7 separate regions of the Mus musculus genome follow, and all the other regions are linked to region 2. A link is a contact called in public HiChIP or PLAC-seq and promoter capture Hi-C data. All regions are on one chromosome and are shown on one strand. Each heading gives the region's core, a stretch centred on a gene start, on an enhancer-like site or on the middle of the called end of the contact. The rest is flanking DNA. Distances are from core to core; before and after follow the strand shown.

Evidence for each region. Promoter capture Hi-C pulls out the DNA fragments that hold promoters and counts their contacts. HiChIP or PLAC-seq counts read pairs in DNA pulled down with a chosen protein or histone mark.
Region 1: an H3K27ac HiChIP or PLAC-seq map of extraembryonic endoderm stem cells shows a contact between it and region 2, with 3 times the contacts expected there. The contact joins the enhancer-like site here to the promoter of Rbm34 in region 2. A contact is called at or near these places in 6 of 39 promoter capture datasets (the 3T3-L1 cell line, hippocampal neurons, liver and 2 more), 1 of 15 datasets of contacts at CTCF or cohesin (embryonic stem cells), 21 of 484 Hi-C or Micro-C datasets (the AML12 cell line, the HL-1 cell line, the MC38 cell line and 8 more), 5 of 115 datasets of contacts at active chromatin or transcription factors (T-cell acute lymphoblastic leukemia, embryonic stem cells, extraembryonic endoderm stem cells and 1 more) and 2 of 9 other capture datasets (adipose tissue and embryonic stem cells).
Region 3: a contact with region 2 is called in an HNF4G HiChIP or PLAC-seq map of pancreatic cancer cells. The contact joins the enhancer-like site here to the promoter of Rbm34 in region 2. A contact is called at or near these places in 3 of 39 promoter capture datasets (the 3T3-L1 cell line, embryonic stem cells and liver), 1 of 484 Hi-C or Micro-C datasets (embryonic stem cells), 7 of 115 datasets of contacts at active chromatin or transcription factors (the 230-238 cell line, embryonic stem cells, extraembryonic endoderm stem cells and 2 more) and 2 of 9 other capture datasets (liver and pancreatic islet).
Region 4: a contact with region 2 is called in a FOXA1 HiChIP or PLAC-seq map of pancreatic cancer cells. The contact joins the enhancer-like site here to the promoter of Rbm34 in region 2. A contact is called at or near these places in 12 of 39 promoter capture datasets (3T3-L1-derived adipocytes, the C10 cell line, cranial neural crest and 8 more), 17 of 484 Hi-C or Micro-C datasets (CD8 T cells, the G1E-ER4 cell line, Th2 cells and 11 more), 16 of 115 datasets of contacts at active chromatin or transcription factors (the SCID.adh cell line, bone marrow-derived macrophages, embryonic basal ganglia and 11 more) and 3 of 9 other capture datasets (adipose tissue, liver and macrophages).
Region 5: a promoter capture Hi-C map of hippocampal neurons shows a contact between it and region 2, with 2.2 times the contacts expected there. The contact joins the enhancer-like site here to the promoter of Rbm34 in region 2. A contact is called at or near these places in 3 of 39 promoter capture datasets (hippocampal neurons, liver and stem cell-derived epiblast-like cells), 4 of 484 Hi-C or Micro-C datasets (embryonic stem cells, myocytes and trophoblast stem cells), 3 of 115 datasets of contacts at active chromatin or transcription factors (embryonic stem cells and kidney) and 1 of 9 other capture datasets (embryonic stem cells).
Region 6: a contact with region 2 is called in a FOXA1 HiChIP or PLAC-seq map of pancreatic cancer cells. The contact joins the enhancer-like site here to the promoter of Rbm34 in region 2. A contact is called at or near these places in 2 of 39 promoter capture datasets (the 3T3-L1 cell line and 3T3-L1-derived adipocytes), 6 of 484 Hi-C or Micro-C datasets (the Ba/F3 cell line, the G1E-ER4 cell line, cerebellum and 1 more), 4 of 115 datasets of contacts at active chromatin or transcription factors (the HPC-7 cell line, epiblast stem cells, memory CD8 T cells and 1 more) and 2 of 9 other capture datasets (adipose tissue and liver).
Region 7: an H3K27ac HiChIP or PLAC-seq map of embryonic stem cells shows a contact between it and region 2, with 6 times the contacts expected there. The contact joins the enhancer-like site here to the promoter of Rbm34 in region 2. A contact is called at or near these places in 6 of 39 promoter capture datasets (the 3T3-L1 cell line, the C10 cell line, cranial neural crest and 3 more), 10 of 115 datasets of contacts at active chromatin or transcription factors (bone marrow-derived macrophages, embryonic basal ganglia, embryonic forebrain and 5 more) and 1 of 9 other capture datasets (macrophages).

What each region holds. Positions count from the first base shown.
Region 1 is chr8:127,316,885-127,320,303 of GRCm38.p6, reverse strand. All of the region lies in intron 4 of Pard3 (par-3 family cell polarity regulator), which reads right to left. Among named protein-coding and RNA genes, the nearest start is that of Gm9909, 140 kb to the left of the region's middle. Within about 2 kb of position 1,718, at least 43 of the 459 cell types and tissues checked have an H3K27ac peak or open chromatin away from gene starts, as enhancers often do. A contact at or near this core is called in the HL-1 cell line and muscle stem cells, where this site is marked.
Region 2 is chr8:126,969,176-126,972,612 of GRCm38.p6, reverse strand. Rbm34 (RNA binding motif protein 34) reads left to right here and starts at 1,564. Exons shown (of 11, transcript NM_172762.3): 1 at 1,564-1,623; 2 at 1,704-1,875; 3 at 2,485-2,630. The coding sequence starts at 1,574.
Region 3 is chr8:126,613,014-126,616,276 of GRCm38.p6, reverse strand. No RefSeq gene overlaps it. Among named protein-coding and RNA genes, the nearest start is that of Gm31546, 18 kb to the right of the region's middle. Within about 2 kb of position 1,911, at least 216 of the 459 cell types and tissues checked have an H3K27ac peak or open chromatin away from gene starts, as enhancers often do. A contact at or near this core is called in the 230-238 cell line, liver, pancreatic cancer cells and 1 more, where this site is marked.
Region 4 is chr8:126,515,592-126,518,786 of GRCm38.p6, reverse strand. No RefSeq gene overlaps it. Among named protein-coding and RNA genes, the nearest start is that of Gm51605, 16 kb to the right of the region's middle. Within about 2 kb of position 1,421, at least 223 of the 459 cell types and tissues checked have an H3K27ac peak or open chromatin away from gene starts, as enhancers often do. A contact at or near this core is called in adipose tissue, bone marrow-derived macrophages, cortical glia and 9 more, where this site is marked.
Region 5 is chr8:127,425,104-127,428,473 of GRCm38.p6, reverse strand. It overlaps Pard3 (par-3 family cell polarity regulator), which reads right to left. Exons shown (of 25, transcript NM_001309391.1): 20 at 1,721-1,952. Among named protein-coding and RNA genes, the nearest start is that of Gm9909, 28 kb to the left of the region's middle. Within about 2 kb of position 1,428, at least 30 of the 459 cell types and tissues checked have an H3K27ac peak or open chromatin away from gene starts, as enhancers often do. A contact at or near this core is called in hippocampal neurons, where this site is marked.
Region 6 is chr8:126,664,995-126,668,168 of GRCm38.p6, reverse strand. No RefSeq gene overlaps it. Among named protein-coding and RNA genes, the nearest start is that of Gm31603, 63 kb to the left of the region's middle. RefSeq lists an enhancer at 413-2,748. Within about 2 kb of position 1,613, at least 405 of the 459 cell types and tissues checked have an H3K27ac peak or open chromatin away from gene starts, as enhancers often do. A contact at or near this core is called in 3T3-L1-derived adipocytes, the Ba/F3 cell line, the G1E-ER4 cell line and 8 more, where this site is marked.
Region 7 is chr8:126,538,432-126,542,027 of GRCm38.p6, reverse strand. No RefSeq gene overlaps it. Among named protein-coding and RNA genes, the nearest start is that of Gm39286, 32 kb to the left of the region's middle. Within about 2 kb of position 2,112, at least 216 of the 459 cell types and tissues checked have an H3K27ac peak or open chromatin away from gene starts, as enhancers often do. A contact at or near this core is called in bone marrow-derived macrophages, embryonic basal ganglia, embryonic forebrain and 4 more, where this site is marked.

The sequences.
Region 1 (3,419 bases), core at 469-2,968, 350 kb before region 2:
TCCATGCATTAATGTGTGTATAAAGACCTGCAAATTATCACCAGGTGTTTAAGGAAGGCTTAAAATATAGTTTAATCCCCGTGAAACATATCCTTCATTGTATTAATAACATCACACAGGCTCTAACATCTTAGCCATGTTCTACATAACCTTATCTAAAGTTGGGGTTGAGTACACACAGGAGAAAGGTCCTAGAAGTGTATTCTGGGTTTATGGGGAGAGCATATGGGGAAATATCGAATATGAAATGCTTTGCTCTACCATAACACAATGTGGTTGGTCATGATTGCCCATTGAAGTATGTATAGTACACTCTATTTTCATTTGCAACACATTTGGGGATGGTATTTTAAAACACGGCTGTCTTAAACCTTATCTATGCCAGATCACATATACTCGTTTGTAGATTCTAACTACCAAACGTGAAAATTTCCAATCATTTTCAGGGTTGGAGTGGGCTCAGTGGTTAAGAGGTCCTGAGTTCAATTCTCAGGAACCACATGGTGGCTCAAGACCACTATAAGGGCACCTGTTGCCCTCTTTCTGACATGCGAGTATACACACAGCAATGCTCTCGTACAGTCAATTAATAAATCAATAAATGGAAACATAAAGCAGTACTTTCAATCTTATACAACCCAACTTAGAAAGAGAGGAAAACTAAGCTATCAAATCTTCTTTGTTCCATATTTTTGTGGAACCCCCACAAAATGTTAATAATAAATTAGAAAACATCACTTCAAATCTTTTTCACTCCCTGATCAAAGCAATACAAAAATTCTATACACTATAAATACTCAAACAAGATAAAAAATTTTATTTAGGTATTTTGGTCATCATATAAAATTATGCTGAGCATGGGAGCACACGCCTGTTACCCCGGTACAAGGAAGACCGAGGCAGAAGGATCACAGCAGGTCTGAGGCCATCCTGAGTACCTAGATAGCGTGTTCTCAGCCAGTTTAGGCTGCAGAGTGAGATGAACGAATGAATGAATCTGTGGACGGTGCAGATATCATAATGATTTATTAAACCATAAAACAGTAATGACCACTGAGTTTGCTAATGACAAGCAATGATTTATTACAGTTAAGTTAGGACTTCATCTAAAAGATTAGATATGAAAAATAATATAAGGACCCACTATCCCTTTTTTAACATTATAATATAAAGTTTCCACAGAAGAGGCAGCCCCAAACAGTCGCTAGTCTTCAATAGGAAGGACAGCACCTCTTGTCAGAGAAGCAGGTGTGGCTGCTGTGATCAGGGACTCTCCTGTCATGAATGCTTTATGGGCATCAGCAGGTGTGAAAAGTCCCTGGCCTGGGAAATGCATATTAACTTTCAGCTCCCTGGCAAGCTGCTTGTGGGATATACCTCTTCCGGGGGAGGCAGGGAGGGGTATTCTACTATACTTCCCCTGAAGCCAACCACAATTCAACAAGAAGAAATTCCACAGCACCATCCACTCCTGACAGCAGCTTTGTCTCAGAAAACCAACAGCCCACCTTCCCCACAATGCCATGAACACGCAGATTGTTCACCATGACCATGGAGGTGAGGGACGCTCCTGTTACCGGCACAGAAAGACCAGTTACAATCTGGGCCGGTTCTGTGCAGAAACTCCTGACATATTTTGAAAAAAAATCACCAAGTCTCACAATATTGTAAAATACAAAACACTCAACACATAAAATCTTCACATTCCCCTTCTGTGAATCAGATGATCCCAAGGGCTCCCACGTGACATTAAGACTTTTAAAATCACACAGTTTTCAACCCAGAACTTGTGACTTAAAAATAATTCAATTTTGTACTTCAACAACAAGAACTACTACTACTGCTTCTTTTTCCTCCTCCTCTTCTTCCTCCTCCCCTCATCCTCCTCCCCTCCTTCCTTCTTCTCTTCCTCCTCTCCTCTTCCTCTTTCTTCTCCTCCTCTTTTCATCCCCCCTCCTCTCCCTCCTCCTCCTTTTCCTCTTCCTCCTCCTGTTCTTCCTCTTCTCCCTCTTCCTCCTCCTCTTCTCTTGCTCCTCCCTTTCCTCCTTCTCTTCTCTTGCTCCTCCCTTTCCTCCTCCTCCAATACATTTATTCATTCAGGCAAGGGCATATACATATGGAAGACAAAGGCCAACTTGAAGGAATCAGTTTCCTCTTTCTGTCTTCTATGTCCAAGGGACAGCCATATTCAGTGTGTCAGACTTTACATGCTGAGTCATCCCAGCAACCTCAGCTTATCATTCCTTCCAGAAATGATTCCCAAGAGCAACAAAAGCTATTTTTAGGATATTTAACCAGAAACTATAATCCTGGTTTACCCGTCATAAGAAAGTTCAACAGCTACCTTGTAAATAAGGGCAGAGAGCTTATAGTAGTTGTTATCAGTGTAGACCAATTAGATCCTCACTAAAACAGTTAGAAATAAGGAAATGATGGACCCTGTGCCAAATACAATATGGGTTTAATATTCCTTTTGCAAAATGTTTGGAGCTAGTGTTTTAGATACCACCATCGCTACCGCCACTCAGATTTGAGGGTATCTGTGGGAATTGCATACATTGAGGCAACTCGGGGGTGGAAATCAAATACAAATTTCACTTAGTTTTCACAGGTGCCCTGAGAGCTGAAGTGCAGCCTTCTTACCTGTAACTTAGTTTTCTGGTCAGTGGTTGGTGACTGTGTTCCTCTTAGACAAGAAAACCATCTCCAGGAATACATATCAACATGGGCTAGAAACATGGATGGATCCTGTACAAAGAGGGCCTGGCAGAACTAGTGACTCAGGAAGACAATTAAAGGAACCAGATTCCTAGATGTCTCAGGAGTCAGCAGACTGAATTAGAGAGCAGATCTGACATCCAGTGACAAACACTCAAACTCTTAGGCTCTTCTGTTTGGAGCACCTTCCCCAATCATTCCTTATTTTCTTCGGTAGCCCAGAATGCCAGGAAATTTTCTTATGCACTTTTTTTTTCAATGCCAGGGATCGACTCTGGACTTTAACATGCTAGGTAGCGCTCTGCCCCAAAGCCATACATGGTTTGGACACTGGAGGGGAGACTGGAGAGCATCCAACTTATCCTCTGTCTATCTGAAGGAAGAAACCAACCAGACAAGTTCTCTAGGACATGCTAGGCAAGATGTGAGCCAACCGGCAGTCCCTCCGGGAATCCGGCCACTGCACCCCATTCCTCAAGGGTTTCTGAGTAAGAAGAAGACACACATAACTACTTTTCAAATACTTAATAGTTAGCTTACATGATATCCAACAATTCCTAGAGCCCAACCCTCTAAGTTTTCTTTTTAAAGAATTATTTATTTTATGTATATGAGTACACTGTAGCTGTCTTCAGACACACCAGAAGAGGGCATCAAATCTCATTACAGATGGTTGTGAGCCACCATGTGGCTGCTGGAAA
Region 2 (3,437 bases), core at 315-2,814:
TTTTTATGTCTTCAACCAGCTAGCACCTCCAATCAATCAAGTTAAATGTGGCCATTTCTGCTGTGTTACTAGGTTCTCTTCCTTAACATAGGGCTGGCTGGAGCTGCTAGTGCAGGGGCCTCGGAAACCTCTCAAGGGTTAGAGTTGGCCCATTACTGAAAGGGAGGAATGAGAAGCCTAGGCTGACTCCGTGACAGACTTCAAATAGGAGTTTAGGAGACCAGGCCTAAAAACTGGGCAAGTCCAGACAAGTCAATTACTAACAGGAAAAAGCCCAGGCTCCAGCTTTCATGCCCAGGTAATGGAATGTCCCAGCCACCTGGCCTGAAGCAAGCACAATGGGTCAGCAGCAGTTTCCAGAGTTCCTCAGTAACAGTTCCCAGACCTCCCCAGCAAGTTTCCAGCCCCCACATCCCAGTAATGGAATGTCAGTATCCCTAGAGATAGACCCAACATATTAACATAGAGGTCACCTACCCCAGCATTCCCTAATGTGCTTTAAATCTGGCCTGCAAGCTCACTTGGGTGTCTCTCTATCTTGGTAACTGGGGAGATCCCAACATGCTGGACTTCCTGCAGGCAAAAGAGGCTACGACCGCATATCCCAGAATAGCCTCAAAATCATGGCCAAGCTCTACCTAGGCCCTAGAGAACAGGGATTACAAATATAAGCCACTATTAAAAAAAAATCTAAGTATGAATTTACTTAAAGAATGACGGGAGGTGGGGAGGGGGCTGGTGAGATGGCTCAGTGGATAAGAGCACTGACTGCTCTTCCTCAGAAGGTCTTGAGTTCAAATCCCAGGAACCACATGGTGGCTCACATCCATCCATAATGAGATCTGACACCCTCTTCTGGTGTGTCTGAAGACAGCTACAATGTACTTATGTATAATAATAAATAAATATAAAAATAAATGACAGGGCGGCTTTGAAGACGGAATAGTACAAGGATGTGACCAGTTAAACTGTGATCCCAAATACTTGTTTTCTGCCGACTTTGAAACGTCAAACTTCGGGAAAGGTGTACCCTTCCCCGACTGCTAAGACACATCCCTGTAGCCCCATTTCTCTTGGAAACCTCCTTCCTTAATGAGCTGTGGCCGACAGCCTTCCCTAAGCCTGGGGGGCGGGGGGGCTTGTTTTATTTGAGACGAGGTAGCTATGCTGGAGCCATGTGGTTTTAGCCGGTCCTGGAAATCGAGGTAATCCGGCTACTTCGAGCCCCAAATTCTGGGATTAAAGACCTAAGCCACTATGTCAGGTTTTAGCTGACCCTCGTACTAACACGAGGCCTCAGCTACTCGTGAGACTTGCTGCACTCCCTCAGCCTAGGTTTCCCTGAGACGCCTGCGGACTGCAAAACCATTAGTATTAAGCATAGCGCGGCTCCTGCGCAGCCACGGGCTGAATGGGGAGAGGGGGTGTGGTCCTGAGCGGAAGAGCTCAGCCTTAGAACGGAAGTAGTCGGAACCCGGAGGCTGCCGGAACCCGGAACCAGAGGGAACGCATGACTAGTCGGATCCCAGAAGCGCGGACCTAGGACTTCCATCCCGGAAGCTCAGTTTTCAGCATGGCTCTGGGAGGGGAGGAACGCAAGAGAAGGAAGGGCTCGGAGCGGAGGTGAGTGGCGGCGGGCGTTGGTGTGGATGGGTTGGCGGTGAGTGGCGCGGCGTGGCTGAAGAGTGCTCTTGTGTTTGCAGACAGAGCTCTGGAGACGGCGTGAGCTGTGCGGCCAGCGACTACCTGGTGGGACAGGTCGCCGACAGCTTGCGGGGCGGCCCGCGGCCTCCTGGAGGCGGGACGGGGCGGCTGGCCGCTCTCTTCAGCACCGCGGAGCCATCGGCTCCTCCTGTATTTGTGCCTGTGCCCCAGGTGAGTCGCCGGGCTGCACCCTGAGTATCCCGGTAGAGAGAGATGTAGAGGGTCACTCTCCTGACAGCAGTGACTGTCTGGTCCTTTGAGCAGGGCTAGCGCTTCACCCTCAGCCTATTTGATTGGCAGGGTCACCTGTAGACCGTGTAAGCCTCAAATTTCAGTTATGTATCCGAGGATGAACTAAACTCCTGATCCTTCTCCAGCCTTGAGTTCTGAGATTACAGAGTCGCTCCCACCATGTCCGACTTGACTTTTTTATTTTGAGACAGGATCACACTAGTTGCGCACGCTTAGAATACACGGTAACCCAGATTCTATATTCCTGCCTCACCTTTCCACTGAATGGCTGGTGCTGCAAGAATATTCTGCTTCTCTCCGTAACCCGTGAAGAAGTATCCATGTAGAAAGGCACATCGGAGTACTGCTCAGGGACTTGGAGACGGAGGGACTTTGCTATGTAGCTCTGGCTGGCCTGGCACAGTTCCTCCTGCCTCTATTCCTGAATACTGGAATTACAGATATAAGCCACAACACACAGCTTTAGGGTCAGGATTTTTTTTTTTTTTAAAGTTTGAGGTTTTAAATATGACTTCAAACTTTTGAAAGGAAACATCTAAAAAAAGAAAACTTGATGATGATGATGATGATGAAGAAGAGAGTGTGTCCCAAACTAAAAAGCCAGTTTTGCAAGAGCCTTCGAGAAAAGTGAAAGTGAAGAAACTCTCTGATGCAGACAAAAGACTGGCAAACAGGTTGGTAGAAATCTCCTTTTTGCTATATTAAATACCTCAGGCAGTTTTTTTTTTTTTTTTTTTAATGTTCATCTTAATTTTTTTCACTGCATATTCTGAAATTTAAAAAATACATTATACAAAGTCTCATACAGGGTTAAAAGATACAAGAAAGCCATTTATCCTAAGCGAACAGATACTGGTAGATCAGCTTTTTAGGTCTTTGTGTCCATCACTGCTTCTTGATTCTGAGCCAGCCTTGTTAGGACTTTAACCCCTTCTCTGTTTTCTGAGTTGGGATTTCTGAGTTAGTGTGTCTGTCAAATGTGAATTTGGTTTTCATAGGAACCAAATTTCCCTTACTAACTTAAAATTCCTTTTACATAATATTTGAGTTAGTATCCAAACAGATACACTACTTTTCTATTGAGTGTTCCTCATTCTTTCTTGGAGACTTCTTGCATCCCAGGTGGACCTTAAACTCACTCTGCAACCTAAGCTGTACTTCAGCTTCCACAAACCCTTGGCTCTCAATTCCTTCTCGCTGCTTCAAGCCTATTTTCTTTTCCCATTTTTACACTCTCCTCTTTCAGTAAAACCTTCAGTAGTTATTACGTTTGTTGTCTGCATGTGTGTCAGTGCATTCCTGTCAAGGTGGCCTGTGGAAGGACCAGCTCCTAGGAGTCCATTCGCTGTCTGGCTGCAGGACAGGTGCCTTTGCCTGCTGAGCCACTACACTAGTTCCCCACCACCCTCACACCCTCTGAGGACTGTGCGCTGCTTCCACTCGGTGACTGCTTTCTCGAAGCTTTACATTCCAAGCTTTCT
Region 3 (3,263 bases), core at 662-3,161, 360 kb after region 2:
TGTGGGTTTCATGAGCAGTCTCTCCTCCAGGAATGCTTCTGAGGAAAGACCAACCCTCTTTTGTCTTCAGGAGACTGGGCAACCCCAAGAGTAACTTCTTGGTTTTGTTCCTTGTTTGAGACCGATGTCAATAGCAGTGTTTGGAAGCCTGAAGCGGGGACATGAGTGGGTGGTTGGGGCCCCTCCCACACACAGCTATGCAGGACGGGAAGCAGGGGCGTGAGCTCTGGGAGGACTTCCGGGTCTCTGGGCTTGCAGTGGCCCATTGTATGCAGATCTGGGTGGTTTCTCAGCCCACACCAGGCACCAGCCCCACCAGCTCCACCTTCAGCTGATACAGAACTGGGTCAGTGCCTCTGCCCAGCTAGGAGGAGCTCTGAGCTGGTTACTCATTCTTACTCATGGAGGTTCTGCAATGCCTCACCGCCAGCCCCAACCTCCGGTCTCCCACATGCATTCCGAGCCTCCCTGTCCATCTGGAGAGCAGCGAACTGAGAGGGTTGAAAGGAGATCCCAGACTTGTAAAACCAGATGCTGGCTCCTCCAGGCTGGCTCCCCCTCATCCACCAGCCAACAGTTTTTACCTTTTTAAAAAGTCACACCCCTGGGAGCAGAGCATCCACTGAACTGCTGATATGGGACAGGGTGGGGGATGGGACTGAGAAGGTGGGAGTTAAAAATCAAAGTGATAAATGGGCCAACTGTTGCATTCACACCACGGGTTGAGGCAGTTGCTGTCCCTAGGAAAACAAAGGCACTCCAGGATCTCCAGCCACCAGGGACACCCCTCATATAGGGATGACAGGCCAGCTCTTGTCTCTCCTCACCCCTGACTCTTGTCACCCTCCTCTCCAGGTTCCCCAAGATCTGCAGTACTGTATTTAGTTGCTGGGGAAAGAGAAATTGTTTCTGGCCAAGGTTGATCTACTTGACTGTGACTTTAAATGCAAAATGTCCCTCTCAGGTTTATGCAGTAGGAATGATGCTTGGGGGAAACATGGACCCTTTAAGAGCCGGGGCTTAGCTAGAGAAAGTAAGTCACTGGAGAACAGGGTCTTAACCAGTTTCTGCTTCCATGAGGAGCTATGGTGTCCTTTCCACTTCCTAGTCTGATGGTCAGGTCAGGAGCTCTAGCACAGCCTCCAGCCACCCTGAACTCTCCTGTACAGTCCCCACTGTGAAGGATGGACGTTCTCTCGCTCCAAATTGCTTTTGTCCAAGATTTTGTCAAGGCAAGAAGAAATGTAGCCAACACAGGCACATCCTTCCAAAGGGCTGCAGCCTGGAGACCAGGGGGTGTGGTCACATCAAGTGTTCAATGCTGACAACGCACAGAGCAGGGCAGTCAGAGGTGACACATGGAACCCAGCCAGTGAGATGGACAAGTGCTCACGTGTTCCCATGTCTGTTTCCCACCAGGTTTCCGGTGCTTCTCCTTCACCTCCCACTTCATACCTTCTGAGCTATGGGTGGGCTGCCTGGGGGCCAAAGGCCACAGATCCCAGGGGTATGCCTCAGATTGTCCCTGTGACCCTGTCAACTGGGGTGCAAGTCCCAGAGAGACATGGAACCGCCCCCACTTCCTCTTGAACACCTGCTGGTCTGAGGTAAAGCCTCTACTGAAGGAGTATGCTCGGTGGCCTCCAGGAAATCTACCCATATTACAGTAGGATGCAGAAGGCTGCGAGAACCCACAGACCCCTTGGGTTCTGCCCAGACAGACTGTGACCGGGATGGTGACGTAGGCTGATCAGCCTGGCCACACCCCAAATCCTGTTTGGCCTGGTTTTTGTAGGAAGGCAAGAGGTAAGGGCCTAGAGAATGAGGCAACAGCTTCCCCAGGGTGAGTTCCTGCCCAGAGCTGGTATCTGGTTTCTCAGCCAAGCATGGGTGGCTCTGGCTCTGTCTCTGATTCCGCTGACTCACAGTTTGGATTACACATTGGACATAGCTTGTCTGTTTGCCTGGACACTGACCCTTGGTCCTGGTTGCACGCTGCACATGGGCCTCTAGGTTTGTCCGGATATTGATCCTCAATCCTGGTCACACTCTAAACATTAGTCACCTACCTTGGCTGATTCTGCATGCACACTGCACACTGGCTGGCTGTTTGCCTGGATACTGATCCCTGATCCTGGTTGCACAGTATACACTGGTTTTCTATGCTTGCTTGGGACTCATCCTTGATCCTAGTTGTACTTTGTACTCTGTTATCTAAGTGTGGCTGGCTAGTCCTCCCAGAGAAAGGTCTTACTTGCAGTCACCCCAACCCTATTTTCAGAAGACACTCGGCTTTCTTGGAGTCGGACTGGGGCCTTGCTGGGCTTTCCTCTAGCCTAATTTTAATAAGCTGGCCGGATGTTTCTTTAGGTAGTAGAAACAGGCATGTTCTTGAGACTCAGGTTCACCTTCACCTTTGAAGGCAGGACATGGCAGGATGCTTGAGATCAGGGCTTGGGATAACAGGAGAACCTTGTTAACCACCGGGAAGGCTTTGCCCCACCTTGTACCCATTTCCCAGGCTGTCATGTTGCTGACAGTCATGTCCGACTCTTTCAGCATGCAGGTTACAGCTGCACGATGGTACCGATTTCTTACTCCTCACGGAGCCTGTATCTAGTGATGATTTGTGCTTTGTGAGCTAGGAAGCTGGGGGCTACCCACTCCTATTCTCACCTCTGTCTGGGGTCTCAGATGCTGGCAAGAATCACACATTCTGGGCTTGCTGGGGACTCGGCCTATCTAAGTCCCTACCCCCACCCACAGGGGAATTGTGGAAATGCCCCTGTCCCTCTTGAGAGTGAAATGTAGTCAGTAAATACCTAGGACTTCACCTGTGGGGTACCGAGAGCCGCTGTGGCAGAAGTTCTGGTTGTCAGGGGACCTGTCCATGATCACAGCATATCAGTGGGAACCCTTAAGGGAACGTGACTCACAGGCTGCTTGCTCCTGACTCCTCCCAGCTGAAGAAAGAAAGGATGGTTAGCAAACAGCAGGTGGGTGGCTGTGTGAGACAAACGTCAGGGAGAATGTTATGGGGTTGCTGGGGTCAAAGCCTGAGTCCTGGTAGCTATAAAAAAAAGTTAGCCAGGGCTACCCCTCCCCAGTTAAAGAAGTAGCAATAAAAGCAGAGAAAAGAGATTTATTTTTTGTGGCCACAGTGGGAAGAACAAAGGGGTCTAGCAACCCTCAAGTCCATCTCTGAGATCCTGGCATGAGGTTTAGGGTTAAGTAGAAAGCAAGTGAATGCGCAGAGAAGCAGA
Region 4 (3,195 bases), core at 172-2,671, 450 kb after region 2:
AACAAACAAAAACCCACATAAGTAAGCAAACAAATAAATAAAGGAAAGAAGAAAAGGAAATGGGTGGGTAGAGGAGAGGGGTGGAGGAGGGAAAACAGAGCAGAGTGGGAGGGGTGTGCTGTAAACCTGGGCATGATCAATACTGTGCCTTCAAGGACTGGTATCCGGTCAGCTCTGGTCCTTCCCTTGTATTTTTAGCCTGGCTCTTTTGTCTCCATTACTGTTCGCCCCTCCCTCTCTTGCTGATTTAATTACCTGCCTCTAAAGGCCAGGGAACCAATTATATATCAGCTTCTGGCCTTTAAAGACAGCACAGGTTCCTCTGTCCTGGGATAACCTAGTAAGCTTTAAAAGCTAGTCTTTGTTTGTTTGTTTGTTTCTTGGCTTTCTGTCCCTTTACACCCTGCGGAAGACAACGCATCAACATCTGACCCGAGTCTGGGGGGAATGTTTCCAATTAACAATTCTCCTTTATTGATTGTAAACAAACAAACAAACCCGGAAATCGGCAGTCTCTAAGAAAAATGTTTTAGAATAGTGATCTTTTAGCGCAGGTTTCAGAGGCCTCAGCCCATTTAGTCAATAATGAAAAGGATCATTATCTTTGCATTCACAACTAATGTCCTCTGCTTTCTCCTGTCATTATTTGGCTCAGCTGGGAACAGTCTCCTTCTTATTCCCTAATAGGCTAAACAGTATTGAGAGCTGATATTTGTGAAATAGTGATGCCTTTTGTGGGTGACAGGCTTGCCTCTGGTCTGTGTTGAGGTAGAATTTAGGCTGACATGAGATTCCTTTCTTTTCCTTTGTAAACGTTATATATATATAGGCTGGAGAGATGGCTCAGCGGTTTAGAGCACTGACTGCTCATCCTTCCAGAGGTCCTGAGTTCAATTCCCAGCAACCACATGGTGTCTCACAAACATCTGTAATGGGATTTGATACCCTCTTCTGGTGTGTCTGAAGAGAGTGATGGTGTACTCACATACATAAAATAAATAATTCTTTTTTAAAAAATGTATATGTGTATAGAAGTTTTGTTTGCATGTATGTCTGTGTGCCGTATTCATGCCTGGTGCCCACAGAGGTCAGAAGAGGGGCGCAATACTCTGAGACTGGAATATGGATGATTGCAAACTACCATGTGGGTGCTGGGACTCGAACTCTGATCCTCCAGAAGTGTAGCCCGTCCTTGTAACCCGTGGACCCATCTCTCCAGCCTTGTACCCCCTTTAAAATACAATACACATCAGGATCTAAAGAAGAAAACATATGTTTATCCTTTTACTCTGGTCTCCAAAAGAAGCTTGCTGTTGACTGCGGCTGCGTGTTCTGCTGGCACTATCTAAGCAAGCTAACCTAGATAGGAACTGGAGTTACATCAGCCGTCAGGCAGGGAGTCTGGCAGCACGCCAGTCTGTGAAAACCAAACGCATTTGCGTCACCGTTCCCTTGGTGATGTTTCTGGGAGCCTTGTCAGCTCTCCCATGAGGCTGCTTCCTTAATGTCAACAGACGTTCCTAAATCTTTAGTGCTGAATAGCTCTTTTCCATTTCTAGAAGCACTTCGATGACCAAACAGCTAACGGGTGGCATGGCTGCCATCTTTAAAGCTCATTTCTTTCATGAATTAGGTGTTTGTAGCAGTGCGGGTGGGCGCTCTGGGAAGGCTTAGATTCCCGCTGCTCTGTGATGTGGGATCTATTTTGGAGGAATCGGGTCAGCAGCTTCAGTCCAGAGCTGCATTCCTGCGTTCATCTTCCTCCGGAAAATCCCTTATCCCACTCCCAGCTCTCCCAAAACCAATTACATCGTCACAGTGTCAAGTGTTGGGAGAAGCGGTTGCTCCAAAGACCCCCAGAATCAGCCCCAACTAAGAGCGGCTTTCTGATCTCCCTCAGCACATCTGTCCGCTGTTCATCGTGAGCCATAAATAAGAAAGGACGTCAGCCTCCCCTCCCGTGAGATTTCTTGTTTTCGGTGTGATGTCTTTTTATTGATCTCTGCTGCTAGTCAGGCGTGTTTTCTTTGGAGAAGCAATGGAGGGAACCACGCCCCCTAATCCCTACCTCATGGGGCACTAAAAGAGCCCTGTTCTCAAGCTAGCTGAGTCCTTTGCCCTACAGGAACCTCCAGGTCATTAGACAGTCGCTACCCAATTAATCACAGTCTTTAGACGTCTTAATGTGGAGAGCAGGTCTTTCTTTTGTGGTGATTAGGGGAGGGTTTTTTGAAAGCTTTATTATTATTATTAAAATTTTTATGTTTGGGGGCATTTTGCCTGCGAGCATGTCTGTATTCAGTGTGCTTGTTCAGTGCCCTTGCAGGTCAGAAGAGAGCATTGAGTCACTAGAAGTGGAGTTACAGATGTTAGTGAGCTATCATGTGGGTGCTGGGAGCTAAACCTGGGTCCTATGTAAGAGCAGCCAGTGCTTTTAAGGTCTCCACGCTCCCTGCCTTTCTTTCTCTTTTTCCTTCTCTCTCTCTCTCTCTCTCTCTCTCTCTCTCTCTCTCTCTCTCTCTTTCTTCCTTTCTTCCATTCTTTCTCTTTTTTCTTTCTCTTTTTCTTTTCTCTTTTTCTTCCTTTCTCTTCTTCTCTTTCTTTCTCTTCCTTTCTCTCTTTCTCTATCCCTTTCTCTTTCTTTCTTTCTTTCTTTCTTTCTTTCTTTCATTTTCTTTCTTCCTTTTTCTCTCTCTCTTTCTCTCTCTTTCTTTCTCTTTTCTCTCTTTCTCTTTTGCTTTTTCTCTTTCTTTCTTCCTCTACCTTTCTTTCTTCCTTTCTCCCTCTCTTTCTTTCTTTCTTTTTTGTCTTTCTCGCTTTCATTTTCTTTCTTCCTTTCTCTCTCTTTTTCTTTCTCTTTCTCTTTTGCTTTTTCTCTCTTTCTCTCTTCCTCTACCTTTCTTTCTTCCTTCCTTTCTTTATTTCTTTCTTTTTCTGTCTTTCTTTCTTTTTCTTTCTTCCTTTCTCTTTCTTTCTTTCTTTCTTTCTCTCTTTCTCTCTTTCTCTTTTCTCTTTCTCTTTTGCTTTTTTCTCTCTTTTTCTCTTCCTCTACCTTTCTTTCTTCCTTTCTCCCTCCCTCTCTTTCTTCCTTTCTTCCTTTCTCCCTCTCTCTCTCTCTCTCTTTCTTTCTTTCTTTCTTTCTTTCTTTCTTTCTTTCTTTCTTTCTTTCACACAAGGTCTTATGCATCCTGGACT
Region 5 (3,370 bases), core at 179-2,678, 460 kb before region 2:
CAAAGAACACTTATAATTAAGGTAGTCCTTTGAAGCTGGAACTTCATCTGTTATTTCCCATAAAGGACAGAGCCCTGAACCTATCATGTGAGTTCTGGTGATGAAAGAACATGAATATACTGTCATTAGTAAGACCTTCAGAGGAGAGATGTAGGCAGAGGTGCGTCACAGGCCTGGGGCCGGTGTCCTCCATCTTTTCTTGTCTAACCGAGAAAGACAGCAGTGCAGAGTCTCAAGATGTAACTGATAGGTGGCAGCCTCATTACTGTGTATTGTGTGGGTGCCAGCTCATGAGCTGCCACTTGGCAAAAGTGGAACGAACCCCCTGCTTCCTGAGGAATCACAGGAGTTGGAATCTAGTAGCGGTTACAACGATTCCATCCTATAAATATGTATGGGCATGCAATATGCAATATAATGAAGAAAGATCATCAGGGAGAAAAACGCAGTCAGAAAGAGCAGCATATTAACAGGAAAAACTTGCATGAAAAGCTGTGAGGGCGCCAAGGTTCTGGCGGGGGTGGAAGGCAAAGGCATATTTCCTATATATTAAAGCTGAGCTGCCGACAGGCCAGCACAGGTCAATGTGAGTCTCTACGTTCATACTTCCCCAGCTGTGACCCATCGGACAGACACCCACAGGACACACTGCTGTGAAGACTGCAGACTATACCCTGCAGCCTTCAGGTTGAGGTCACCCTGAGGACTGCAACTCAAGAAACTCTAGGAAAACAAAAACTCGAATTCACATTTTAAAACTGAAAGCAAATGGAAGGGAAGGGACTCACGATACAGGAAAACTCTATTTTGGAAAAAAACCAAAAAACAAAAATCAGAGGTTGCGTGAGTAGTGTGTTTTCAACTTTAAACATTTCCTTGTTGTGTTTAGGGCTTACTTTGTGGGACATTCATCATCTCTGTATTTAATATTAGATATCCAAATCTTGTAAAAAATCACCTAAGATGAACATTGACAGGGATTTTTTGGTGCAACTTCCTAAGAGTCTGGTCTTTTTATTGTATGGCAGCTATTTGTAAGAAATGATATGCTAAGTAATCCTGGAGTATAATTTAGGGACAAAACCAACTGTCAAGAAACAGCCAGAAACTACATCTAATGAAATCTTTACAGACTGAAGTAATAAGTATTAAATTAATCAACATAGCTTAATTGAAGCTCTATCTGTAACATTTTTTTCATTAGACTTGTTATTAATGAGCCTTTAAATGCTACAACTAACTTGAGCTCTGTGTTAGATTTAAATAATGAACCATTGTTCCCACACAAAAAAGAACAAACATCACTTTAATAGGCCCGTTTCTCCGTGGGCCTTTTGCAGGCAGTGGGAGGAAGATACAGTCCATGGTTCCTCACCACTGTTGTGTGGTTGGCAAGATACCACAATGAAGGCTGCTAAAACAGCTCAAAAATAACCACGCTGAAATCCCCAAGGAAGTGAAAATGCAGCAGCTAAGAGCAGAAAGGAGACAAGAATCTAGGACTCGCCTCAAAGATGTGCTTATTGCTAACCCCAGTCACCAACAGTCACGTGCCACCTAGATGGACCTATACACCAAAGATGGAGCTTCAGCACTGGGCCACTGTTGCTGTGCCCTGTGATATTTGTACATTGTGTTGAGAAGGCATTTCATGCATCCCACTGCTGGGGAACTGGAGACTCTGCTCAGGACTGCCCCTGCTTTGTATCTGAATACTTACCTGAACATGTCCCCCAAGCCTTTCAGCATCCCCTTCTTGGCTTTCAGTTTATCCTTCTCCTTCTCTCGGTCTTTCTTCTTATCCTTTCCGGCTTTGTCCTTTTTCCTCTCTGTCTTGTCCCTTTTCTCTGGGTCTCCATTCATTTGCCTCTCCAGAGAATAGGAAGGCTGATCGCTGGACGTGGACACGGACTCCCTCCCTGACCTCGAGCTTTCCTCTGTGTCTTCTTCCACTTGAAAGAAGGGAGAAATGGAGATAAGAAAGATGATGAGCCTCGGTAACAAAGTGAGAGCACTGAGCCGCACATGGCCTCACTTTCCCACAGATTCTATGGCGAAGGGGACCTTTCACTGACTGGGACTGTGTGTGGAATCAGAAGGGATATGATGATCTTGGTATGGTGATCTGGGTACACAGGCAAGTCCAGCATGGAGATGGGAGAGGAAAAGCTTTCTGGCTGGGTGTGCAAACATGGTGATGCTTCCATCGCTCAGAGTCTGCCCTGAGAAGGAGAGCTAGGAAAACTTCAGACCACACAGACCCAGCAGTATCCTATGCTCTACATTTGCAAACTGAAAACCAGCTAAGCAAACTGTACCTCCTTTGTGCCTCTTTCCCCTTGGTTATAGATCCTGCAGAGACCCTTAATCTGCTGAACACCACCACTCACTAGCAACCACCATGTCAGCATGGACTTCCAGCGCCAAGCTTTCTGATACACTCACATGTGGTGTCTGAGCACAGGAGAAGTGGCTTTTTTAGTTTCTGAAGACAACAGGTTTCTTCAGGTTCTCCTTATGTTATTACTATGGGAGGCTAACACCACATGCAATAGCTACAGTGAGAACCATGCTTCTGCGGCAAGCGCTTTAGCAACTTGGCCAGCTGCTCAGTACTACTGCAGAGTACTCCATAGCTGCAGAGGTAGAGGTTGAGGCACTACTCACTTGGGAAGGCAGGTCAGATCACAGTGGACTGCAAACCCATATACAATGACTTTACAAAGGTCTTTAACCTTTCCTGACATTGGTGTTATCTGGCTCTAATCCACCATCTGCCTCCAGAAGAAATGGTAGCCTAGGAAACACTTTCCTTAGAGCTTGGGGTATAACTCAGTTGATGAAGTGCCTGCCTGGCACTCACAAGGACACTGGGTTCTATGCCCCATATCACATAGGCCAGGGGTGGTTACATATAGAACCCATGTAATTCCAGCACTCAAGAGGTGGAGGTCAAGCTCATACTCAGCTACATAGTAACTGAGGCTAGACTTGGCAACATTAAACCCTGTCTCAAAATGAGGCAGACAAAACAAAAAGAGATCTCAGAAATTGTGTCTCTTTTCCTCTCTGTGAACACACAGATATGAACTGAGGGGGGTTGTTAGAAGAGGCAAGTCCACATTTTCAGGTAGACACAGAAACTGTAGCCTTATACACAATGCTTGAACTAGGGCTATGATTTTTGTGATGTGGGCACAAGAAGAAATGATGATCCTGGCCAGTGGCCCTTGGGCTTGCTATAAATGTCACTGTATGTAAGCTATAAGAGACTGCAATTACACCTTAAGCAGAGTTCAGGATCCTGCCTCACACCTCCAAACATGGCTATGTTCTGCCCACTTACAGGCCATTGCTTCAATCCTTTGGG
Region 6 (3,174 bases), core at 364-2,863, 300 kb after region 2:
CAGGCTAGGGAAAGATAGCGATGAAAATAGGGTAACAACCCCCCCCCTCCAGTAGTGGAGGGGGGTGGCCATGGTACGTGCTGTGCTCATAATACTCCCAGAGGAGCCTATCACCACCTCTTCCCTACCGGACCCCTATTTGGCTGAACACAGCGAACAACCCATTTTGGCTTGGCATGCCTCCTAAGAAGTACAGACTAGGCCTGGAATAAAAGCAGCATGGAACAGGCCCAGGGACTTCTGGGATACTTTCCTGCTTGCCAACTTTTCCCTCCTGACCTTGGGCCATGTCCCTCCTGGCAGCTCTACTTCGCTCCCTGCCAAGATGCAGCTGGAGAGAGACTATGGAGGCCGTTCTCAGTGCCACAGGGCCCCGCCGAGGGTGGCAGCCACTGTGTTTTTACAGAGAGGTTTGCAGGGTTACACCAAACACTTCGACCCCTTCTTAAGTCACCCTTCCTAAGTCACCAGCGGTGGGGCCAGGAGTCAGCCTGGCAGAACTTTCTAGATTCCGAAGAGGCCTTTCTGGGAACTTTGCTAAAACCCCGAGGGTCTGAAAGCCTGGCATCCAGATCTCTACTTCTAAGCAACCTCTGCCTTAGAAACCCACGGCCAACCATGTGCCTGGAGGCTTGCCTCTGGTCGAGACCTGTCATCTCCCAGGAGATGTTCCACTTTCTAAGCAGGTGAAAAATGCTCCTAATTAAAAACATTGCAATGTACTCTTTCTTCAGAGTCCCTCCTGGCTGCCGTTCCATGTGGGAACAAGAACACACTGGCCCTTGCAGGCCCTCGGTCCTGACAAAGGCTACTCAGCTCCGGCGTACCCTGAACTACCAGGGTTGGAGGTCTGATCTCCACTAGGTTGAGTCACAGCACTAAGCACAACCCTCCCAGTGTTGGCAGGGGAAGCCATGGTGCTAAGTTTGCGTTGGTGTCCAGAGGGTACGCAGACCCCTCCTCCTGCCCTCCTGTCTCCTCTTTCATGCTCCATGGGCCTGGCTCCCTGCAGCTTTCTCAGAACCACAGACACAGGGCCAGTGGAAAGCATGACAGTCTTCCCCATTTGGTGTTACGCACTCCACCATGCCTCAGGAAGAGATGGAGAACAGAGAAACAAGGTCTGGAAGTCAGCCCCACTCCCTCCCACAAGGTGCACAGGGAGGCCTGTCTGTCTCTAGTGACAGCAGCAGCAGCAGCCGGCCACCTCTCACAGCGAGGTGTCTTCCCCCTTCCTGCAGGCCCCACTGGGTAGGTTAACTGCCTTTTCTCTCTGCTCCCGGCTGCACATCTGGATAAAGGCGTGCCTCTACTTTGGTGTGTGTGTGTGTGTGTGTGTGTGTGTGTGTGTGTGTGTGTTTAACTTTCCTTCTCACTGCCATAGTAACCGCTGCATGTTTGGCAAAGGGACGGAGGAGGGAAAAAAAGCTAAGCCCTGGGAGGAAAAAGCTCTGAGCACAGGGCTGGCAGCCCGCCAGGGTAGTCACGCTGCCGCTGAGCTGAAATGAGGCCTCTGGCTGGCAGCCAAGTGACAGAGAACAAAGCTGTCAGTTCCTAATGTTGGCGGCAAAGCTTGCTTGGCACCCTTATATGGTTTCCCATAACTCCCTGCCTTGGCCACCGTCCATTCCCTTCAGGGCAGCAAACGGGGATTAGCACTGCTTCAAGTTGTTTTTCTCCCCTTCGCTCCAACTGCTCCGGTGACATCACCCTCTGCATTCAAGTGCCAGCAGGGTGGCTTCTTTCTGTCCCGCCCCTCCACCCCAGTCCTCCATGGCTCTCTCTCCCTTTCCCTCTTCCTCTCTCTCTCTCCCCCTACACACACACACACACACACACACACACACACACACACACACACTTCCTGTAGCCTCCCTCTTCCCTCCCTCCCTTTTTTTCCTTTAAATGTAGTGTTTTAGGTCATTCCTCTTGTCCGGGGCTTTTTTTTTTTTCCTACTAAATTAAAAACACCCAGGCACTTGTGCATTTAGCTGAATCAAGCCAGACGCTGTATTTTATTTTTATAACTGAATTCCTGTGAGATAAAAATCTCATTTTCCTTAGTAGGCTGTAATCAGCCCTTGCAGAGATGTTCCAACTGCCCCATCTCAAAGCTTCCTTAAGCAGCTCCACAGAGAGATGAACTTGGCTCTTTTTCAGGTTTAAAGGGGCCCCAAGGCCGGTCAAAGGCTGTTTGCGACACACTCACACACGCAGACTCATGAATGCTTCCCTTGTCGTGGAAATGTTACCGAGACCGCCGGACACACAGTCAGTACACACTGACTGCTGGACACACAGTAGTACACACCGTGTCCCTCCCCTTTCCAGAAGGAGAATAGGTGAGCGAGTAAAGCAGCTTCCGAAAAGACTGGTTTCAACTAGCAAGTGCCAGGCAGTGTTATGCAACTCACGGCTAGGTTCGTGAAAGAAATGGAGGTTTGCCGACTGCACAAATGGTCCCCCCCCCTTCTCCCCGCCCCGCTCTGATTCATGAACTAGTTTTCTGATTCATGAATCACTCGGGAGCCAGCAGGAGAAAAAATGAATCCTATTGATCTCATTTCAGTTGAAATGGGCTCAGCAGGCCCATTGCTGGCCGAGGATGGCTGGCCAGGGCCAGACATTCACTCCCAGCCTCCTCCTCCGTCTGTAAGCAGGTGCCTCCTATAGCACTATTAAAGAGATAGAACATAATCTTCCGCTACAATGGTCGTCAGTGGAAAGCCACTGTCCTGGTTGTTCCCTTGTTGGGAAATCTGTCAATGTCTATTGTTGGTCTTAATTTATTTCTTTTGAGATGGGAGAGGGGCACGTGGTTTGTAGCCCAGGCTAGCCCGATCCATTTGGCACCTCTTTCGAGCATCATCTTATTTTAATGTCTTTTCTGAATTCCGGTGAAGTTTATTGTTACTCTTGTGCTGGGGATGCTACAGGGCTTTGTGCACTCTCGGAAGCATTCCATCACAGAGCTATAGCCTCGGCAGACTCCTTACTTTTTATTTGGAGATAAAGTCTCATTGGGCTGTCTAGACAGGCTTTCACCTCATTCTGTTTCCCAGGCAGGCTTTGAAAACGTGCAATTCTGCCTCTGCGTAGCTGGGATAACAAGCCTGGAGACTTCTGAAGTAGAAAGTCCTGTTCTGAACCAGTAAACAAATGGCTTTCCACCCC
Region 7 (3,596 bases), core at 863-3,362, 430 kb after region 2:
CATGGAAGATGCTAACATTTTGACTTTGTGAGAGCAGTGACCAGAGTTACAATGTGGAAAGTCTGCCCAACCAGATTGTCCCTGAGGGGAGCCGTTTTCCCCCACCCCCAATCTCACTCCCCAGTGACTCCTCCACACACCCACTCCCCTACCCCTACCCTACAAGCATCCTAAAGATTTCTCTTAAAAAAAAGATTTATATATATATATATATATATATATATATATATATATATATATATATATATATGATTACACTGTCACTGTCTTCAGACACACCAAAAAGAGGGAATCAGATCCCATTACAGATGGTTGTGAGTCACCATGTGGTTGCTGGAATTGAACTTAGGACCTCTAGAAGAGCAGTCAGTGCTCTTAACTGCCAGGCCATCTCTCCAGCAGCCCCCCAAACCCCAAAGGTTTCTTGTAGGTCTATGAGCTGCAGGAACCAGGCATCCCACTAGGCCAGTAGTTCTTGTGTTGTTGTTTTTGAGACAGGGCCTCACGTGTAGCCCTGGCTGGCCTGGTACTCACAGAGATCCTCCTGCCTCTGCTTCTGAGTGCTGGGATTTAAGGTGCACACCACCATGTTGTACCAGTGCTATTGGTCCAGTGATAAACCTGAATGCTGCTCTTACCCTAGAGTGGCTCTGCCATGGGGCTGGAGTCCCCTCTTGTGAACCATCAAGAGGCTAATTGAGAGTGCGTGTGCATTGAAACTGAGATGTGATTGATGCTCCAGACACCACTAAGTCACTTGATCACTTCTAAGAAACCTCAGTCCTGCTGACTGCCATTTCCCATGGCTCTTCATTGAGGAGGTCCCCCTGGGGTCAGTCTCCTTCTCTAGGCTTCCCAAACCCTTAGCATGAATGAGTCTATCACAGTCCCCACTCGTGGCAACATAGTCTCTATCACTCTTTTTAGAAATATTTAATTTTAATTGTATGTGTGTGGGGGGGAGAGCAGAGGAGGAGGGGGGGGGAGAAGGATGAGAAGGAGGGGGAGGAAGAGGGGAGGAGTTTGTGCATCTGAGTGCAGTGGCCTTGGAGGCCAGAAAAGGCACCTGGTCCTCTAGAGATGGAGTTACAAGGAGTTTTGAGACTCCCCACATGGGTGCTTAGAACCAAACTCAGGTCCTCCGCAATAGCAATATGTGCTCCTAACTCCTGGGCATTGCTTCAGCCCGTTCTTCAGCCTGTTCTTCCTTTCTTGGCATAGGCTTTTAGATGGAAGTAATGCCCTTTGGCCCTTCACCTCTTCATCTACCCAGCAATACTTTGCATAGAATAAACAACAGATAAGTGCCCAGCAGGTGCTTGGAATGAGGGGAAGGGTCCTTACTCTCAGCTCAAGGGACCACCTGTCTCAAGAAGGTTGTGGATTAGTAGAGGGCACCTCCAGCTCTCAGTGTGACCCTGTCCCGCCTTTACAGTTGGTAATAGCAAGGCATTCATGGTCATGCTAATATTTACAGGCAATTATAGCATGCCAAGGTCTGCTGAAAGCAGCTGATGTGATTCATCCTACTCCTCGTGGGAAACTACGGGCTGTTCCGGCGACTGTCCACCCTCACCCTGCAGAGGAAGCTTTTCCAGGAAGGTGTGTAGACCTTTAAGAAACAATCTTTAATTTAACATATGTCTAGACAGGAAAAGTCAGGGTCCAGCTTCTGATTTTGTGACCCTCCTGCCTCAGTCTCCCAAGCCTCTGTGATTATAGACATGTAATCACCAGGCGTGATTCTGGGTGTCTTAATGTCTGAGTATTGCTAGGCTATGAGGTAGAGGTGCTATTCTATTGCACGGGACACCGGCTACTCCCCTCTGAGTCTAGAAGGGACACGTGCTGTTCCTTTCTATCCCTTAACCCAGTCCCGCATTACCAGGACTATCCATGTCTTCAAATGGTCACCAAACCACCGGAGCCTCGAGGACTGAAGCTGACTCTCTGCACAGACTCACTCTGAGCTGAAAGATGGAGGCTTTCCTGACTCAGAAGACACCCAGCCCAGTCACCCATGGCTGTTGGCTACAATGAGCACACGCCCGGCTTCCATCAGTGTGATGGAAAATTCTAGGGCTGTGTTGCTGCCCAACACAAGCAGCCCCGCCTGGCTATGAAGAGCCTAAGGAGTGACTCACCGGATATCTGACTTGCAGAGCCCACACACCAGGGTTCAAAGATACAGTGTGAAAGAATCTGACATACCTCATTAATAATCTCTACGCCGTAGGCCACGCCATAACTACATGGTCCAGTGTTTGTTTTGCCTTGGGTCCAACCCCCGACACTACGAAAACAAAAAGCAGTGATTTCTAATTGATTTCCTTGAGGTGGCCACTTTGGGGGTTTATAGGCTTACGAGAATTTTAGGAAACTAGTCAGTCTGGTCCCACCCCCACCCCCACCCCTTTTGGCTGTGGCTACTGGAGCACTTAAAATCATCTGAGTAGCTGGTGTGCTTCCATTGGACCATCTTTGGCAGAGCTGTGTGCATGAGTCAGCAGGAAAGGGCATTCTGTCAGGACTGGGGGTGGGGGTGGGGAGCTGTCCCTAGCCTGAGGGGATGCAATCACCCTTCCCCTCACTCAGATGACCACACTAGAACCCAGTGTGTGACCTGGGCTTTGGTTTCTGTTTCCCTACAGCACCTGCCCCTAGGGCATGTGTGCTCAGGGCTCTGATGGTGTAGCTCACATTTTTCTTTCTTTCTTTCTTTTTTCCTGGTCCACACAGCACCCAACACTGTCATGTCTTTTCTTTAAGCTATTCTGTCTGTGGTGACTTTCTTAAGCAAGGGTGCTTCCATGCCTCGGAAGAAGGCACGTGATAAAATCAAGACACAGACAAATGGCCTGCTCTCTAAGACTGTCCCCCAAAATTGTGTGCAAAACAAATGGCATGGACAGCCAAAGAGTTCACTCCACCTACACGACCCCGTCCCCCCCCCCCCTCCCCGGGGCCCAGCTGATGAGCTCTATTGTGGGAGAGCAGGCTTAGCACACAGGTTTCCAGAGGAAGGATCACTGTGTGTGGTAATCCCTGACCTGTTCAGGAATGGTAACAAGCTGCCGCCGCCTGACTTGTTTTCTCTCATCAGATGTAGAGGTGCTGCAGCATACACACACACACACACACACACACACACACACACCCTTTGATGTTGCCGCCTCACTCTTGCCTCCCCCTAGTCAGCCCTCTCCTTTCTCCTCTCTGCTTTTACACCGGTTTCCATAGCAACCACTTCTATTATATCCCTGACTGTGAAGAGAAAGCCTTCCGAGGGACCCTACGCCTTCTAGGAGCTGTTTGGAAGCGTTCTCCTTATCTCCCTGAGTGGATTTTCTTTGGCTTGTCTTCCTCACCCCAATTCCCTCCCTGCAGCTGCCCTCCATTGAGTGCTAGAAACACACACACACACACACACACACACACACACACACACACACACCAGGATAGTTTTCTGCAATGCCAGACTGCAGGGTAGGTGCTAAGAATCTTGCCAGCAAAAGATGCAGTCTATCCTTCAGGGAGCTTCACACAGGGACAGGCCCCGGACATGACAGGCTATCCACAGGAGCCCTGGGGAAGAG